3 separate regions of the Mus musculus genome follow, and all the other regions are linked to region 2. The links are chromatin contacts, called in public Hi-C maps. All regions are on one chromosome and are shown on one strand. The core of a region is the stretch at or near the end of the contact, and the rest is flanking DNA. Distances in the headings are between cores, read along the strand shown. Region 1 overlaps Gm34983 (a long non-coding RNA gene). Region 2 has its middle 83 kb from the start of Gm34921. Region 3 has its middle 14 kb from the start of Gm34921.

Region 1 (3,972 bases), core at 1,403-3,902, 110 kb after region 2:
TCTTGAGGGGTATGTTTAGACTTCCTTCTCCCTCCCCTCTCCACTCTCTCCCTTCCTCTCTTCTTCTTCTCCTCCCTATATCTTGTAGAGAGAATCTTTATGTACAGTGTGGAAGTATCACCTTTCAATAAAAAGCCTATGACCATCTGGCAGAGAGAGAGAGACAGAGACAGAGAGACAAAGAGACAAAGAGACAGAGAGACAGAGAGGATGTGACCGATTTGCCTCATACACTGCAAGAGATTAAGAATAGGTAACCAACCACATGGCAGGACTTAGACTAAAATAAACAGGTAGTTAAGTTATGAGGTGGGTGGGGAACTTATGGCCTAGGCAGGCATTTCTTCACGTCAAAGAAGTTTCAGAGTGGTTATGTTAGGGAACAAAGGTGGAAAAGCCCACAGCTACACCCTCTCTTCCTCCTTCTCCCCTCTTCTTCTCAGCCTCTGAGTGATAGACTGGCCATTTCTACCACGGGCTCTCTCCCACCCTGGTTGGCCACACCAACACAGGCTCAGAGTTGCTAAGCAGCGTGGACACGCTCCTCTAAACCTGAGCTGAAATAAACCTTTCTTCTTTTAAGATTGTTATTTCAGGAATTGTATCACAGTGATGCAAGCTGAAGTTCCCATATAATACCTTCCTGGTCTTAACTATCACTGAAGCGTGTGTGAACTGACATTTCTCATTTCTGCTTGGCCAATAATTGTGGCCAGTTTTAGGATCTTGCAGGTTTGGGGAGGTAAATAGATCAGCTGAATTTGCTTCCATTTTGGTTATGTGTGAATAGAAGTGAAATAATTCAAGTACCGTTGGAATGTAAAACCCCAAATCCAGAGGTCTTCGTGACAGTATGTCATCATCTCTACGTGGTACAGTCAGGTGCTCTCAAAGGGAGCAGAATTTAGGAGAGCGAAGCAGGTGGTAAAAGCCAATGACAACCTAGGTTTCAAGCTTAGCCTGTTATTAGTATGCTTTGTCATTTTGGTTTTTGATGAGCCGGGGTTCATTTAGCTCCAACTGACCTTACTGCTGTTAAACCCCATCCCACCCCCATTTGTAGTCATATTCTATATAAACATAGCCTAATAAATTAGCAATTTATTTATAAACTAAAGAGGCAATTTTCTTTCTAAGTACATAGGTATGATAGTCTACCAGGGAAGGACAGGTGTCTCACCAAGCCCTCTGAGGTCTTTATTGACATAGAGAATCATTTATTTGAATAGCATTATTTTCAGCATAGAAAGGCATCTCAAAGCAGAGAGCCCTTGCAAGAACAGGTGTTGCTTCTTCCCAATTGCTTTCCTAACATGCTGTTAAAAGGGAGGAACTTCTTCTTCTTCCTCCTCCTCCTCCTCCTCCTCCTCCTCCTCCTCCTCCTCCTCCTCCTCCTCCTCCTCCTCCTCCTCCTCCTCCTCCTCCTCCTCTTCTTCTTCTTCTTCTTCTTCTTCTTCTTCTTCTTCTTCTTCTTTCTTCTTCCTTTTATTAGCTCTGGGGATTTTGGATAAATTCGTGGTTCTCTTCTCATCTGCCCCAAGCTTCTTGGGATTAAAATTCTCATCTCGTTTTGTCTCCTGTCCTCAGGATCTGACATGGGACTCCATCACTCCACTGATGTCTGTTGTATTTTCCTTTACTTGAGGCAGGGATGAAGGTCATGGCTGGAGGGAAGTCAATCTTTAATGATTGGGTTGGAAGTGAAGGGGGTTGTACTGAATTTGTATAGACAGGAAATAAAACAGGTCTACCTGGTAGGAGTCAGACCCAGAAGTTTCTCTATGGTGTGCTACTGAAGAGGCAGAGGCCAAAGTCCAAGGACTAGCCCACTGGGAAAACAAATAAGAGAGCCAGACTGTGCCTGCACTAGCTTATGCATATTTGGGGGCTGGGAACAGTTGGGTGATTTCTGTTAGTGATGGGCGCTAGAGCCACCTGTGTAGTCACTAGTAATACTGTGCACCTCAGAACTTCTGATGATGCTTTCTGAGTGCCCTCTCTCTCTCTCTCTCCTTTTTTTCTTCAGAGTTCCATATACCCCAGGCTCATTCCTCAAAAAAGCATCTTGAGGAACCATACATTTAGCGACTCACTGTTTGGGAGATCATCCTGTCTTCCATTTTCTTCTCCCCGTAATTAGAGTCATGGAGGTGATGGTACAGTTTTGGGTCAGGGTCTCTCGCTCTTTCCTACTGCAGAAGATGTGTTTAGCTGAGATCTGGGGTGCCTGAGGTCCCTCTTTGCCTTCCTTCTTCTCCTTGGTTAAGTCATAACCACCTTGCCCAGCAAATGCTAAGTCATCTCCCTTGGCTTTCACTGGCTCAGGAAATAGAAACTTAATTCTGATCTCAGCGAATCCTAACTTGATTAGGAAATGAGAGAGGAGGTACGAAGGAGATGGAAGTGTGAAGTTCCTGCCAGACCAAACACAGTCTAATATTCTACCAGTTGCCTCCCGTTTGGTTTATTTCTGTAGCGAATGCCTGGCTCATCAGGATGCTAAAAGTAAAAGCACCGACTCCCAGGACCAGCAAGCTGACGTCTCTGCTGCGAGGATGTGGACTTGGCTTCCATCTCTCAGTGTTTCTGCTTCACTGGAACAAGGAAACAGAGGGCTTTGACTTTGTTTTCTGGTGTCCATTTGCCTCGCCCCTTTTTCTTCCTTCCTTTCTTACACAATACAAGTGACCAAAGCCTTTCCCCTTTCACCACTGTACGGATGTAGTGTCAAGATAAAGAAAAACTATTTTCTCCCCAGCTTTGAGAGTAGGGAGGGATATTAGTTGTTGAGCTTCATAGAAAGTTACTGATTCGGGATTCTTTGGATTTTACAACACAATGGACCAGGGAAGAAGAGAGGCTCTTCATGTTGATTTGAATTGCTCTTTCAATAGGCAACTACCGGACCAACTAAGAAGTAGCAGTTTTGACTTATTTAGGGTTGTGTAAACAAGATTATAAGTGTGCTCTTTTAGGTCAGATTCACGGAGGATTTATAAATGCAGAATGCTGGAAGTGAGACCTGGAGAGCTACAGCAAGCAGTACAGAGATAGGAAACAGGACATTCTTAGGGTCGACCAGACAGACTCAGTATGATCTGCCACATTTACCAGAGTTCTAAAAAGCCCTGCTCTCCAGTATACAACCAGACTTGACCTCCAAATCTGAGTCCATGAGAGTGTGTTTGTAACATTCTGGGGAATTGGAGAAGTTCAGGCCTACCCACATCATCTTAGCTACAATGTAATATTTATGAAGTTTGCCATATTAGATTTCATGAAGAGGTGAAGTTATTATAAGAATTCTAAATGATCTCAATTAATTTATAATTAGAGCCTGAAGAGGAGCCAGAAAGCGTATGAACTCAAGTTTTAGAAGAACTGAACTTTAATATACTTCTCTGTTCTACCTTCTCCTCCACCTTATATAACATTGTGTGATTGACTCATTCACCCCGTCTCCCTCCTACTTCCACCAAGTTATCAAGGTAAATTCTCAGTAGTGGCTCAGACATTTCTAGACAGGTCATAGCTGTCTAGATAGGTTTTGTTTACATCTACAATGTTTAAAACTTTTCCAATTTATTTTTACATTATCATAAAAAAACCAAAACAACAAACAACAACAACAACAACACCCTATGTTTTTTGACCTCTGTTGTAAAAGGAAGAACTGTTCAGCTAGACCTGTAAATTTCATGGAGTAACCCTCCATCTCATTCCCAAGAGCTGTGAACTACATATAGACTTTGTCACAGCTCCTACTATCCTCTAGTGTCTCCTTGACACTGGTGCTGGGTTGACTTTTATGATCAAACTGGACTATTGTGCCAAATTGTAGGATAAAACCTGGACTTTTTCCAAGTAATGAAAAACAGATGGGGATGTATGTATCTTATTCCATGAAAGGGAGAAGTTGAATCTACTACTTATAAATACAAACTCAATTCTCAAAGATTTAAGCTGTGACCA
Region 2 (4,137 bases), core at 655-3,154:
AGATGGCCTAATTCCCCCGGAACTTTTGGGAAAAACAACCACAAAATGTTTCAATGTCCCAGGTGCCTTGAAGTAAATATCTGCTCCTAGACTTCCCCTATTTCCTCTCTGATCCTCCCTCTAGGTTATGGTTTTTGACTTTATAAGCCTGCTGGAAAATAGGGTTGGGGTCAGACTCCTCTACCCCTGCATGGTGTATGGGTCTCGACCTCAGCATGCTGGTTTGTGTGCCATTAAAACATCTTGTGTTTGCAGCAAGCTTGACTGTTGTGGCTTTCTGGGCTCACGATCCCTGAGACTTGAGTGAGGGTCTCCCTTCAGGGGTCCAACAATGGTAGGTTCAGTTTAGCAGTCTGGATAATCTAGTTTAATTTGCATTTTTTTGTGATTTTTAAAAATATAAACCCAAAGGAAACATAATCTTTTCACAAAGCTGTCTTCCTTCCCCTGCCCAATAAATGACTCAATAATACATTTAATTGGGACCATCTTAAATTCTATAAATACCTAACACCCTCCTGTTCTTACATTTTAAATTGATCATATGGTTCACCCCCTTCTGGTTTCATACATGTTGTAGTTACCTGGAAGAGAATACTTCTTCTTTTTTTTTTTTTTTTTTTCATCTTTTAGGGTTAGAAAGGTTGTTAATCAGCACATACATAAATCTAAAAATAAAAACGAAATTAAAAAATAAAGTAAAAGAAATTCTTTTACCAGGAGAGTGACTGTAGATATTCTTAGCCTGTGATTTGGTAGACATTTGCCTTAACCCTGTAGTTTTAACTTCATGCTTTCTTTAAATGAAAAGTGAAACTTTACTTACAGACCTTCTAAGGACCCTTTAAGAAGGATTCCTTTGACCCCGTGTTTGGACAGAGCATCCCTACCCATCCAGGATGCTCTGCATCGTTTTGACTGCATCAAGCTACGTAAAGAACTGGACAGTGGATTTATTCTGCCTGATGTTGGGGAAGAGAACAAATTTTTTCAGAGACCTGAAACTCTCTCGACTGATTTCACCATTGATCTTATCTTGTTGCTTTTGTTTTCCTTTGACAGACCCCATAATCGTTGTCAAGAAGAAAAAATTCAAAAGGTAATCATCATGGGGGGCAACTTTAAAGCATTATAAAAAGAAATGAAACGGGTATCCTTTGTAAGCCCAGCCTAAAAAAGATTTGTATTTCCGACCAGGCATTAATTTACATAACGGAGGATGGCAGGATCTTCCTCTATGACAACTGTTTGTTTGTTTGTTTTACTGAAGAGAAAAAGATGTTACGCCAGTATGTTTAGCGAGAATGCTCCAGAATGGAGTGAAACACAACCAGGAATTTAGTGTCTCCATCATAAAAGGTCTTTGGAAGACCCGTTTCAGGTCTCGGATGACGTGCAGTGTGCCATGAAAGGAGTGTTCGGGAATCTGGAGAAGTGGAGGCTCCTTGGCCCGTGAATACCTGCCCACGTGATTTCCTGCCTGCCTTTCTCTTCCCAGGAAAGCAACACATTTGGCTTCTACAACATTATGATGCAAATAATCCTATTTTATAGCTTTTTGTTTAAGTGCACGGGCAGGCTTTGACAAGTGGCTGTGAAAGGGAGAGGTTCCTTGTGTTCTGGGGACTATGCAGTCTTACTGGTAACGCTCTCTCTGCCCCCTCCCCCATCTACCTGGGTACCCTCCTTCGCGGACCCTCCTCATTGTTTTTTTTTTTCCTTCTGCGTGGGATGAGGCACACCGAGAAAGCAGTTGTTGACTTTTGTCTCCTTGGCATTTTTCTTGAACCAATTAAATGAATGATGTAGCAAGTGCAATTGCCAGAGAGTTTAAACCCAGTAATGGCCCCAGTGGGTTACACAAGGCTGATCTTTGACCCTATAAAAAAGGCCACCATAAAAATCTGCCAGGCAATCCGGAAGCTGCCGAAATTCATTGCTCAATGAGTCATCTGCTGTTGTCAACCGGCATGAGTTAAAGACATGCGGAAACAGGTTATTTTTGTGGTAACTAAAGTTCAGCAGATGAACAAAAAGTTGCCATTCCGTTCTGAAGAGGAACAATTATGCCGTTTCAAAGCCAACAACCCGTGCATCCTCTGGGAATGTCTATCATTCAAATGTCTTTCCAGTCCTTCCAAGAACACAAGGATGGACAGCCTTTGCCATTTCTGTGCAGCTAGAAATAGAGGGTGTAGGAAGAGACTCCCGGGAAAGACTTGTTTCAAATTTTCTTTCCTTTTTCTGGGCATTCATTTCTTCATTTGTAAAACAAAGCGGGTTTTTTTTGTTTGTTTGTTTTTTGTTATTTTATGATCCTTCAAGGTCAGATCACTTGTGTTCTCTATGTTTGTGACCTGTGAACCTAGAGGCCCCAATGTAGTAAAATCTCACTCAGTGTTTTGCTAAGGACTGGATGAAAGGTCAGCTGTTTGTAATCTACTTTAATCAACAAGTACAATAAAAAATACAATAGCACTAAGCCACCTAACAATGAGATGCTTGAAGCAGGCTTTTTGATATATCTTTCTTTTCATACTCATATAAGCTCTTTAAAACCAGCAATTTGGTGACCTTCTATTAGATCATTGCTAACATTTTCAATGCCTTACATAGGGAAAAGTATTGACTTATTATTATTATTATTATTTGGAAATAAACCTTACATAAAAACTTTCCATAACCTCGTAATACAAAGTCTACAGACATAAAAGTAGTCTAACAAAATTCCCTTTCTTTTCAAAATGTCACTGTTATTATACGAATAGAGAATTTTCTGGGTGGAGGAATGACCATCTATAATTAAGGAACATCATCACAATCAGCAGCAGCAGCATCAACCTCCTCACCATCACCAACAGCAAAACAAAACAAAAAGAGTCGTCTGAACCTTTCTGATTCTGGAAACCTCTTTACGTTTTCTTTAAAGGCGTTGGAAATTCTGAGGCATCACTAAATCTATCCTATAGTAGTGTGAGAGTTATTTGTAACCTAGCTCCTGGCAAATGGGTAAGAAATAATTCCTTTATGTTAAAAATGTGGTTTATTTGATAGGTTTTGTGAGTTTGCAGAGTTATGAAGAAGTTTCAGGATTAAGACAATGAGGCCAGCATTCCAGTGATAATAGACAGCTTTCTCATAGCTCTAAATTGTCCATAAGCCAAGATCCCTTGAGATGGCAAAACAGCCAAATAGTAGCACAGTGGCTGAGCAAATGTTTAGTGATTCGGTCCCTGGAAAAGTTAGTTGCATGCTGAGAGTTTTATCAGGTTAACTAATAAAGGGTTTGGATCCAGGCCCTGCAATGAAAGGTGGAGAGCCAGGGTTTAAATAGCAACTTGACATGGAAACCACACACAGATCTGTCAGAGAAGCCATTCTTGTGCAATGCCTATGGTTGTAGCTCGGCATAAGCAAGGCCTGCTCATGGAAGGACAGCACTATGTCAACCGGCACGTCCTTTTATTTTTACTTTTTTTACTTTGAAAAATTGTATTGTATATGGACAATTATAGACTATAGGTGGCCATTCTAGATCATTCCTTTCGATGTTAAATAAAATTATGAATTCCATAAGTACCTCTTTTTGTGCCTGCCAGAACCTAAGTCTTTCTAAATCGAGAGTTTTTTACGGAACCTAGTTCTCATATAAGCTATGCTTCCTAAATACTTAGAACCTCCCCCCACCCCCAGTATCTAGCTGCTATTTGTTCTGTTGCAGTAGAAAATCCTCTTTCCATTTTCTTCTCTATTAATATAAGCCCTGTAAATATGCATGATAAAGTATGGTGTTTTGACACATCTATATATATGGGGGAATTTGAACTCAGGTTATTAATATATCTATCACCTTTAATGTGTATCATTTATCTATGGTAAATACATCTAAATCCTATCTCTCAGTTATTTTAAGATAAGTAATGTATTATTTTAAAATTATCCTTTCCTGCTATGTATTCGTGTATTCTCTCATTAAAATCTATAATACCACAACAGAGATATCTCTACCCACTTCTTTTTTTAAATTTTCATGGTCATAATATTTGAAATGCTGCCCATGTCTCTATTCAAGAAGACACCCACATTCAGCCATTTATCCCCACCTTTGAAATCTGGGAGAGGATTTTCATTATTCTA
Region 3 (4,214 bases), core at 218-2,717, 70 kb before region 2:
TGTCTCTCCCCTGGCAGCCATCAGTTGCCAATGGCTCCTCAGTTAGGGGAAATCATACTTCATGAGCCTTCTACTGCTCATGCTAGAATTTTGGCTGGCTTGCTTTTATGGAGGTCTTTTGCATCTCACTGTGAGTTCACGTATTATACGTGGACCCTATTGTGTCTGAGAAACGCTGTTTCGCAGCAGCTGTTCCTTACCTCTGGCTCCTACAATCTTCAAGCATCTCTTCCATGATAATCTCTGAGCCTTGTATATATATGTATATGTATATATATACGTATATATATACGTATATATACGTGTATATATATACATATATATGTATATATATACACACACACACACACACACACTAGATTTTAATAGTCTGCCTATTATGCAGGGTAGCAGGGTAGTCTCAAACTCACAGCAATCCTTTTGGTTCAGTTCCCCAAGTGCTAAGGTGATGATGGGTGTGGGCAACTCTACCCAAATTCTATCCTCACTCTCAAAACTAACAAGGATATGTATATATTTCTACGCAACTATGATTATATTCACAAATCCCTCTGGTTACCTTCTTTTAGATGGACGCACACACACTGGGCCTTCTTATTCCTTCTCAGCCAGAAGAGTTAGCACAAATTACAAATGCTGAGGTTCTCGCCATTCACAAAAGATCATATGATGCTATATCAAGGATGCCAGATCAAACTCACCAATACTGCCACTATATTAAGGTATAGCAACACCAAGAATTGCACCCTGCCCCCCCTAACTCTCCCTTCTTACTCTCATGATAGAAGATGTCAAAGATGTAATGGAGAAATCAAAGATTGCATTTATGGATGCATGAGATCTGTGCATTTGCTCGACAGTGTTTTAATCCCAGATCTCTGTTTCCTTCCACCCTGTGCCACAAGAAAATAACACGTTAAACTGCTCACACCACTCTGGGTCTAATGGGCTAAACTGAGGAGCAACTTTACAGAAGCTAATGTCCCAGGTAAGGTGCCCAGGAGTGGGGTGGTAGGAGACAGAATAATTGTCCTTGCAGGGCCTGCCTTCTGCATTTCAAGGGCTACACATGCTATCTCTTTTGTTTCCCCAGTGTCAGCCCTGAACTTAGGGCAATGATGCTATGATCCTTCTGTCTTCTCAGGGGAAAGCTTAAGCTCTCAGGCGACAAGACCACTCTGAAGCAAGCTTTGCAGTCTCTAACTAGGCAGTGGGTGCAGGGCAGGAGGAGAAATAGAAGAGGCAGCTCTCTGTCCTCCACGGGACAAATGCCTTTGTGAGCCTTGGGGAACCTGTTGCTGTGTTGGCCAATCAAGACTCAAGACTGTCCTAAGCTGGCCTTGCTTTTGGCAACAGTAGGGCCTATGTTTGTTTCCAGAAATCACGGTGGCGATCACAAAGAGGCTGTGTTCACATGTAATCTGGCTTGACAGAAATTAATTTTTAATAAGAGACTCCATTCATTCGGTCACATCATTGCCCTTTGGGGCCTGTGTCAGGGTCAACCATCCAGAGCTGGCTGCTGTGCTCTTGGCTATAGCCTGGGGCGTGTTTGCGCTCTTGCGCATGCGCGCACTAATGTGCATGCCAGTAGAGGGGGTTGGGGGTTGAGGAGCGTAGACTGGTCATAGTCAGCTTACAAGTCGAGACCAGGTATTAGTCTAATCAGAAGCTGAAGGAGGCAGGAAGCCCACTTATTTCTTTGTTCTCCACACCCCCGCAAGACACTGTGTCTAGTGCCTTGTTTGGTGGCTACCTTCTTCACAGACTCAAGGTCTCATGGACCTCGGGACAAGCCTTTCACTATGGTGGTGTTAAGGAACGCTTACTTGGCACTGTTATTTAATGGCAATACTCAAAAGGTACAGCATCATCAGCTCCATTGCAAACAGCTGGGAGTTAAGGGCCGCCCTCATCCCTGTACCAAATCATCTCGCCTCCTTATTTCTGCTCCTCCTCACTGTTACACGGAGGCGAAGCAGCTCCCCTATCTGTCCCACCTCTCCATGGAGTTACTTGAAATAACGGTACTCCATAGGCCTTGAGTCATGAGCAAATTCTCTCCATGCCATTCACCTAATCCCCTCGAGGTGCTCGTCTTTGACTTGTTATCAGTAATGATGTGGGGGTGGGGTGGGGTGGGGGTGGGTGCTTACCCCATTTTCAGATCTGGGGCCTTCTGTGTCTTTTTTCTTTTGGTAGTTGCTTCCATCTTCCTGTCCCCTCCTGCCGCACCCCCAGGAAATGCACTTTTCTTTCTTTCTTTTTGGTTCTGCTAAAAGACAGAAGCTCGAGCGAGGCTCTGCCTTCTCAGTGTGGGCGGCGCTGCCTTTCTCAGAACCGCACACTTATCCTCCAGCCGCCTCCAAAGGCTTTATCAGGAGACATGGTGACTTCTCTCCTAAATTACACAGATAGGTTTAAAAATAGGGTTCAGGGTTTCCTTGTCAGGAGAGCTGTCAGCCGGCCCACTTTTGACACCCTTTCTCCCTCCCTTTGTTGGTACACGTCAAAGCATTTTTATTTTTATTTGAGAAGTGTTCTGCTTAAGTTTTCTGGAGCCTTTAAATTACCAGAAACGTTAGTGGGGGTGGGGGTGGGGGTGGGGGTCTGGAGAGGGATGGGGGGTGCTTAAAATGATTCTTCTTCCTGACTTAAAATCTTGAGCAATTTGATTTTCTGTGCCTTCCTGTCTTTGCATGCACATTGTCAGCATGAAAATGAATTGTAGAAATCTATTTTGGTGGAGGCAAGAGCCCTGATGTACAGAGCTCTGCTTTGTGTCAAGGCAGGGATACGTTTTTAGGGCATAAAGTGGATTTGGTATGACTAACTGTGCATAGTGAAAATGGCAGAGGCCGTGAAAGATGAACTGAACAAGAGAAGAAAACCACACAACAACATACCCTGTAAGTAGAAACAAATTAGCCATAGTAATAGCAACTAGACCCCACCACACATGCTCGTAGTGGCACAGAGAATGGCCTGCCTCTTGGTAGAAGTTCTTTTGTTAATTCTTTCCCTCCAGAAAACAGAATTTGGGGCAACATCTTGTTCTTTGTGTGGGGGAATGTAAAACCCTCCTTCCCCCGCCCCCTGTAACCTTTTGCTTTCTCCATTCCTTTCCTCTTATCTGTGCTTTTCCGTTCCTCCCTTATATGGCCATGGCCGGCTGCCCTCGGAAGTCCAGGAATTTGAATGTTATGTGAAAGGGTAATGCTAATTGGGCCCAGTAACATTCATGTCGCCTGGGAGATGTATGGGGGTCACCAAGTGAGAGACCAGCGAGTATCCACATCTGCTGTGAGGCTTTTCATTGCTTTCTCTCCAAACACCAGTCTTAGCTAATGGCCCCAAGCCCTGCTGGCCCGTTCCCCTACCCGGGGCCAACTGTTGCCTTAATGATCAGGGCAAAGATTTCCTTAATATTTCAGCACTGGAAAAAAAAAAGAGAGGTGTGCATTTATAATCTCATGTATTGCACCCAGAAGAAGGTGCGAGAGAGAAGGGCAGGTATTATTATATCATGTCCACTTTGCAACCGAAGAACTGGAGGCTTTAGTTCCTAGTTATTGCTCGTGATGGCGCTCATTAAAGGCAGAATCCGCTTCCCCTCTCCCAGCCACAGGCTCCTTGGCGCCCTGTTTGGGTGGATTTCCTTAAACAAAATACTTCCTGACTTTTGGACATCAGGCCCCATTTGTGGATCCCAGTGAGAGATAATTTTGTCGTCTGAAAGCTCATTCAGATTTATGTCTCATATTAAGTAGGCTTTCCTTATCTCAATCTAAGTGACTTCATACTTTATAAAGTATGTTGGCTTCATTAGTGGGTATTTGTACTGACCTAGTTTTGAGTAGGGAGAAGTGAGCAAAATAGAACAAAATTTTCACAGCGCTCCATTCCTGCGGAGGAGATCTAGAATAAGCGGGAAGTTACAATATGCATGGAAATGAAAAGCGAGAAGAGAGGGGTTACCCTAGATTAAGAGATGTGGAGGTCCCCTTATCCTATTCAAAGTGAATAGGATAAGGGGATAGGTAGGGTGGGTGGGTGGGGTCAAAGCTGCTTTCAGGAAGGGTGCCCCGGGGTAGGGGAATGCATAGCAGATTAGAAGAAATGACTTAGGGTAGCCTGGCCAGAGCCACGGAGGAGGGAAGGCGGGTGAGCAGGGGAGGTGTTGGAGAGGCAGAAGCACGGTGAGAATTTTGGCT

The links. A called contact is a pair of places that touch in the nucleus more often than the background predicts.
Region 1: a contact with region 2 is called in a Hi-C map of liver, with 2.7 times the contacts expected there. The contact joins two enhancer-like sites. A contact is called at or near these places in 10 of 484 Hi-C or Micro-C datasets (effector CD8 T cells, embryonic stem cells, liver and 2 more), 6 of 115 datasets of contacts at active chromatin or transcription factors (CD8 T cells, bone marrow-derived macrophages, embryonic stem cells and 1 more) and 1 of 9 other capture datasets (adipose tissue).
Region 3: a Hi-C map of liver shows a contact between it and region 2, with 2.6 times the contacts expected there. The contact joins two enhancer-like sites. A contact is called at or near these places in 5 of 39 promoter capture datasets (frontonasal cranial neural crest, liver, maxillary cranial neural crest and 1 more), 2 of 15 datasets of contacts at CTCF or cohesin (CD8 T cells and the NIH/3T3 cell line), 13 of 484 Hi-C or Micro-C datasets (cortical glia, embryonic fibroblasts, embryonic stem cells and 4 more) and 5 of 115 datasets of contacts at active chromatin or transcription factors (CD8 T cells, embryonic stem cells and hepatocytes).

What each region holds. Positions count from the first base shown.
Region 1 is chr10:99,465,074-99,469,045 of GRCm38.p6, forward strand. The region is part of intron 1 of Gm34983 (a long non-coding RNA gene); the gene reads left to right. Among named protein-coding and RNA genes, the nearest start is that of Gm35035, 6.4 kb to the left of the region's middle. Within about 2 kb of position 2,653, at least 71 of the 459 cell types and tissues checked have an H3K27ac peak or open chromatin away from gene starts, as enhancers often do. A contact at or near this core is called in adipose tissue, bone marrow-derived macrophages and liver, where this site is marked.
Region 2 is chr10:99,352,162-99,356,298 of GRCm38.p6, forward strand. No RefSeq gene overlaps it. Among named protein-coding and RNA genes, the nearest start is that of Gm34921, 83 kb to the left of the region's middle. Within about 2 kb of position 1,905, at least 74 of the 459 cell types and tissues checked have an H3K27ac peak or open chromatin away from gene starts, as enhancers often do. A contact at or near this core is called in CD8 T cells, adipose tissue, bone marrow-derived macrophages and 2 more, where this site is marked.
Region 3 is chr10:99,282,749-99,286,962 of GRCm38.p6, forward strand. No RefSeq gene overlaps it. Among named protein-coding and RNA genes, the nearest start is that of Gm34921, 14 kb to the left of the region's middle. Within about 2 kb of position 1,468, at least 71 of the 459 cell types and tissues checked have an H3K27ac peak or open chromatin away from gene starts, as enhancers often do. A contact at or near this core is called in CD8 T cells, hepatocytes and liver, where this site is marked.